Linked DNA regions of Mus musculus: region 1 is linked to region 2. Evidence: chromatin contacts called from public HiChIP or PLAC-seq data. All regions are on one chromosome and are shown on one strand. The core of a region is the stretch at or near the end of the contact, and the rest is flanking DNA. Distances in the headings are between cores, read along the strand shown.

Evidence for each region. HiChIP or PLAC-seq counts read pairs in DNA pulled down with a chosen protein or histone mark.
Region 1: a contact with region 2 is called in an H3K27ac HiChIP or PLAC-seq map of extraembryonic endoderm stem cells. The contact joins two enhancer-like sites. A contact is called at or near these places in 2 of 484 Hi-C or Micro-C datasets (the HL-1 cell line and embryonic stem cells) and 3 of 115 datasets of contacts at active chromatin or transcription factors (embryonic stem cells, epiblast stem cells and extraembryonic endoderm stem cells).

Annotation. Positions count from the first base shown.
Region 1 is chr10:108,537,391-108,540,090 of GRCm38.p6, reverse strand. The region is part of intron 9 of Syt1 (synaptotagmin I); the gene reads left to right. Among named protein-coding and RNA genes, the nearest start is that of Gm36601, 83 kb to the right of the region's middle. Within about 2 kb of position 1,315, at least 65 of the 459 cell types and tissues checked have an H3K27ac peak or open chromatin away from gene starts, as enhancers often do. A contact at or near this core is called in extraembryonic endoderm stem cells, where this site is marked.
Region 2 is chr10:108,403,048-108,405,747 of GRCm38.p6, reverse strand. The region is part of intron 4 of Pawr (PRKC, apoptosis, WT1, regulator); the gene reads right to left. Among named protein-coding and RNA genes, the nearest start is that of Gm36283, 13 kb to the left of the region's middle. Within about 2 kb of position 1,392, at least 26 of the 459 cell types and tissues checked have an H3K27ac peak or open chromatin away from gene starts, as enhancers often do. A contact at or near this core is called in extraembryonic endoderm stem cells, where this site is marked.

The DNA of each region.
Region 1 (2,700 bases), core at 66-2,565, 130 kb before region 2:
ATCCACACTTTGGTCTTCCTTCTTGAGTTTCATGTGTTTTGCAAACTGGACATAGTACTACCTGAGGACCCAGCAATACCACTCCTGGGCATACACCCAGAAGATGCTCCAACATGTAATAAGGACATGTGCTCCTCTATGTTCATAGCAGCCTTATTTATAATAGCCAGAAGCTGGAGAGAACCCAGATGTCCCTCAACAGAGGAATGGATACAGAAAATGTGGTACATTTACACAATGGAGTACTACTCAGCTATTCAAAACAATGAATTTATGAAATTCTTAGGAAAATGGATGGATTGGAGGATATCCTGAGTGAGGTAACCCAATCACAAAAGAACGCACATGATATGCACTCACTGATAAGTGGATATTAGCCCAGAAACTTAGAATGCCCTGTGCATTCTTGAAGCATCCAAAGGCACTGTCCATGCTTGGCCGATTTGGCAGCAGCTGAAATGAGATGGAACTTGCATCTAAAGGGTTTTCCTAGGACCAACGTGATAATATGAGAACCCATTCTGGTGCTGTGGTCACGCACAGTCTTTCTCATGCCCTGTCCCCATGATGGAAGAAACAGACATGTTGAAAAGACTCAGTGTCCGGGTAAATCTCACCAAGTTTGGTTTCATCGTTTTCATGAGTTTGCATTGGCTTCAGAGTCAGAATCATACTTAAAACTCCAGTTCTCCCTGCCCTCCTCTAGAAGATGCCTGCCTACCACGAACTCGACAGTGAGGGGACTCTAAAGATGGGTAAAGAAGAATGCATACTAGCCTGTTAAAGTGCTGGAGAGTGGCCTGCACATGTAGGTGCATGTAGGCATGTGTAGGTGCATGTAGAACACTTTTATCTTTGTGACTCTGCCATGTATTATGGTACAGAGGTATATGTGCATGGCTGTGGAAGTCAGAAACACCTAGAACACTGTGGGTCACGACCCCTTTGGAGAAGCCAAACACTTTTTGTGATGGTTGCCTTAGATAGCCAGAAAACACAGATATTAACATCACAGTTCATAACAGTAGCAAAACTGCAGTTACGAAGCAGCCACAAACATGCTTCTATGGTTGGGGGTCACCATGTAAGGAACATAAGGAACTGTATTAAAGGGCTGCAGCGTTAAGAAGGTTGAGAACCGCTGACCTTGAGGGATGAGTTGCTGGCCCTGAGACTTAGTGTCCCCAGCTGCTGAAAAAAGGATGATAATACCTTCTTCATAGGGAACAACGGGTGACTGTTAGCTGAACTGACCTGCAGTGGGGCTTTCCACAGGCCCTGACAAGCAGTCAGGTGATTTGTATTCTTCTGTAACTTGGCCATGACTCACTGTTTTCTCTGGATTTATCTCTGGAATTCCCCTTGAGGTGATTCGGACTTGTGGCTCACTACTTTCCGTGTACTTCCCCCACTAATAGAGAAACAAAGTTAAATTTAACATCAGGAGTTATCTTAAGAGGAAAATACATTCATTTAAAAAAAAAAAAAAGGACAACTCTGATGGTTTTGAGGAAAAAAAATCACCAAACACAGAGGGGGTTCAATGGAAGAGATGGGACACAACGCCCCCCTTCCCCACTGTGGCTCTTCAGCACCAAGTGGCAGTCTCACTACGCTGTGTCCCACTTCCAGACCAGTCCAGAGGCCTGAGAAGCTGGAAAGAGACAGGAAACTTGAGTTTTACGCTACTGACCCTCATTTGACATAGCAAGATGGCTCCCCACCCACACTCTCAGAATTGGAAACGTGAGCCTGAGGAGAGTCTATCGTCTTTGCAGAACACTGCCATCGAGACAGTAGACCTCACGTCTGGTAGCTTCTCTCTATCGACAGCACAGTTGTTTTATTTATTTATTTATTTATTTATATTCAAAGTAGATGCAAGCTCCTCCAGTGCCTCTCCCTAATGTGAGAAGACCTGATTGTCTACGATTCTTACACTCAGAGCAGAAGTGCTTGCTCTCTGTTTAGCAGTCTCCAAGTGGATGCGTGGACACATGTTATGTTCTTCTTTTCCTCCCCCAGCCACATAACTACGTGATCGTGACCTCCTCCTACTGGCCCCTTCCCCTACAAACAATGGTATCTGAGCCTCGGTCCAGTTCACACTGCCTTCGAATAGTCGTTGATTCCAGAAACTCTTAAGACATGGGAATATTCTCCTGGCTGACATCCTTTGAGCCTGGCCTAGGATACTTGAGTTCAAAGCATAGGTACAGAAAGACAGTTCAAGATGAGCCATTTTCAACAGGAGGTGGCAGTAGCAGCCAGGGATTGAGCACCCTTCCTGAGCCCTGCTCACGGGAGCCATCCAGCCATCCTGACCTGCAGTTTGGCATTCTAAAGCCAAAAGGCAGAACAAGCCTGAGGTCCCCCGCCCTCCATGAGCCCCGCAACTATTCCAAACCCCGAAATTGCACGAACACGAAAGCCAAACAAGCAAAGGAATGAGCTGTGAGGCTGTTCCTAAGTCTTACTGCAGAGGACAGAAGGAGCCCTCTCGTACATCAACTGATATGGCTTCAGAAGGGTCTTGAGGAAGGTTATGAGGAGGGTCAGCAGTACAGGCTGACTGGGAAAACAAGAACTCCAGAGCCAATCCACACCCTCGATGAGACTTAACAAGGAGACTCAGCCAAACCCTCTGACAGATTAGGGAATACGGAATCTTCTTCAGAAATTCTACGAAGGGTCCAAAAA
Region 2 (2,700 bases), core at 143-2,642:
ATTTAAATTTTTAAAATGTTTTTAAGAATATTGCATATGTGTCATTCTTTCTGAAGATCTTTTAATACCTCATGATACAGAAATTCAGAGAAGGATCTATCTATGTGTATATTTGCTTTAATGACTATCACAGAGATGTAAGATCTGGAAGATGTCTAGGAAGCTTACTTAAGATCTCAAAATCATGTTTAGCTTAGGAGAACAGATTTCACGTTGGGTATCTTACCTGATGAACAGCCACGTGGTCATTTTTGCACTTCCGAACTTGGTCGTGTTTCCCCGTAAAGTTCCTAACTTTGGACTTTCCCTATTTTGTGGTCCTTAGTTAAACTAGATAATTTATAAACCTACTAAACAGTCTTAACTTCAGTGCTGTGAGGCAGGAACAAAGTGAACCAAGAATATTGCTTTCTGGACACCTTCAGTGTCAAGTGACCACTGGACAAGGCGTTCGAGAAGGAATGCGTAAATGAGCACACACAGGGCTGGCTGTTCAACAGCCGTGTCTGTTCCCCACCCCCACCTGCAGACCAAAAGGTAAATATAACTAAGATGGGGACGGGCGCTTGTAATCCCAGCTCCTCCAGGAGGTTGAGATAGGAGAACCAACTTGGGCCCTGGAGTTTGAAGCCAGTCTAATCAGCATAGTGAAACAACATCGCAAAGGCATACACAAACAAACAAAGAAGCAAATTTATTGAAAGTAAATGGGAGATTGTAATAATAAACACCTGCACCCTGACAGATCCTCTTATACACAACCTTCACTTGGGAAATCACAGCTTAGAGTCAAGTAAAGCTAACAGGAAGCCGGGCAACTGGTGGCACAAACTCTTAATCCTAACACCCAGGAGGAGGGGCAGGTGGATCTCTGTGAATTAGAAGAGGCCAGCCTGGTTTACAGAGCAAGGTTCATGACAGTCAGGGCTACAGAGAGAAACCCTTTCTAGATTGGGGGGCGGGGGGGAAACCTAAAGCTAACTTAAGTTAACAGGAGCTGGGAATTTAGTGTAGCAGGTAGAGCCTTTGCGGGCCCCCTCCCCCCCCCCCGTACGGCCCTAAGTTCCATGCCTAGCATCTAAAACAAGTAAGGGAAATGGGAAGCCATTAAAGCAGGAGATGGGATAGAATTCCTTTTACAGAACACACTATAGACCCGCAGAGATAGCAAGCACAGTAGCCCGCAGTTAGGTCAGGCTGCTGGAGTTATCCAAGGAGGATATGGTGGTGGTGGTTCAGTGAACAGACTTCAGTTCAGCTCAGTAAGGGTTGCAGAGCCAGGTGAGATGATGAGATGAAAAATGAATAATGAAGCAGTTGTAGCCCGAGGCCCTGGTTCACAGTGTCCAAGGCTCTTGCTTCAGCAAGAGTAAACATGCATGTTTACTACCGACGGGTACGGTTTAAACACTCACTTCTGAACATGCTGAGCTGGGCGTGCTTCTTGGGTATCTAACATCTAACAGTTGCTGGCTACTTTTTCCTAGCACAAGAGATAAAAGAGAAAGTAAATAAATTCTAAGAGAGTAGATTATTAATCAATGTGAATACAAAGAAGGAAGGACAAAGAACGCCGAAACAGGAAGAAAGCCAAGGCGGTGCTGTAGTCCCAAGTCTCGTCCCAAGACAGAAAAGCAGTGTCCTTTAGACACTTTAAAAGTCCACATTCTCTGTAGGGACCACAGACATCAGGTAGAAATGATAAACAAAACACTAAAATACGGATGTCTCTTAGTGGTTTCATTCGCTCAAAGAACAAGCTTCAAAGAATGTGTTGGAAATGGAAGGAAGATCATTGAACAGAGATGGCTAGCACTGTCCTCCCCACAGGGAAATCGCAACACCTCAGCTAGAGTGACAGAGGACAGGGCAGGAACTCAGTGAGAGACAAGATGGAGACCTGGGATGGAATCATGTCTCATATAGGGTACACTATAAATGTGACGCCCGCCCCAACCCTGGAGTGAGGTGCAGGACCAATTCTACACAGCCCCTGGGCATCCATGTGGACCCTTAGCGGTTGCCCTGACCAGGGATGTTCCAAGTTCTCTAGTGGTAATGTGAGTCACAGACATCAACACTGACCCTGGCTACTGCATAACCACAGACCCAGACATGGCCCTCAGTGGTAGCATAGGCTGGGACCTGTAGAGGTTTGGTCTAGTGCTACGGATTATGATGCTAAATTCTAGGAGGAGGGACTTCTGTTTACAAGCTTTTGTTGTGCAAACCTTGCTACAGGATTTAAAACTATTGGTTAAATAAAATTGGCTATAGCCAAATACTGGAGGGCTTAGAGGTGGGTGGGTTTGGAGTGACCTGGTGGAGAACAGACCACAGAAAGAGGAAGAAGGAAAATGGAGAAGCCACTGCCATGAGGGGAGATGGACCATGAGCACATACATGGCCAGGAGAGACAGAAAGTATCAGGGGCACAGTGCTGCTGGGGAGGTAGCCAGGCCTGCCGTTAAAAGATTATATTAGGGGTGCCCTGCCCCCCGTAATGATTAAGCCAAATAATAACCGTAGTCTTGTTTACTTGTAAGCTAGTTGGGGATAAGCTTAATTTGCTTGGACTACAATTTGGCTATAATAGGGACCTCACCAGGTGTCAGAGTTGGTCACTCACAGAAGGCTACTCCCCCACCCTCGAGTCTCCAGTTCCCTCTCTCTCCATAATGCTCAAGATGCTCTGCCTCT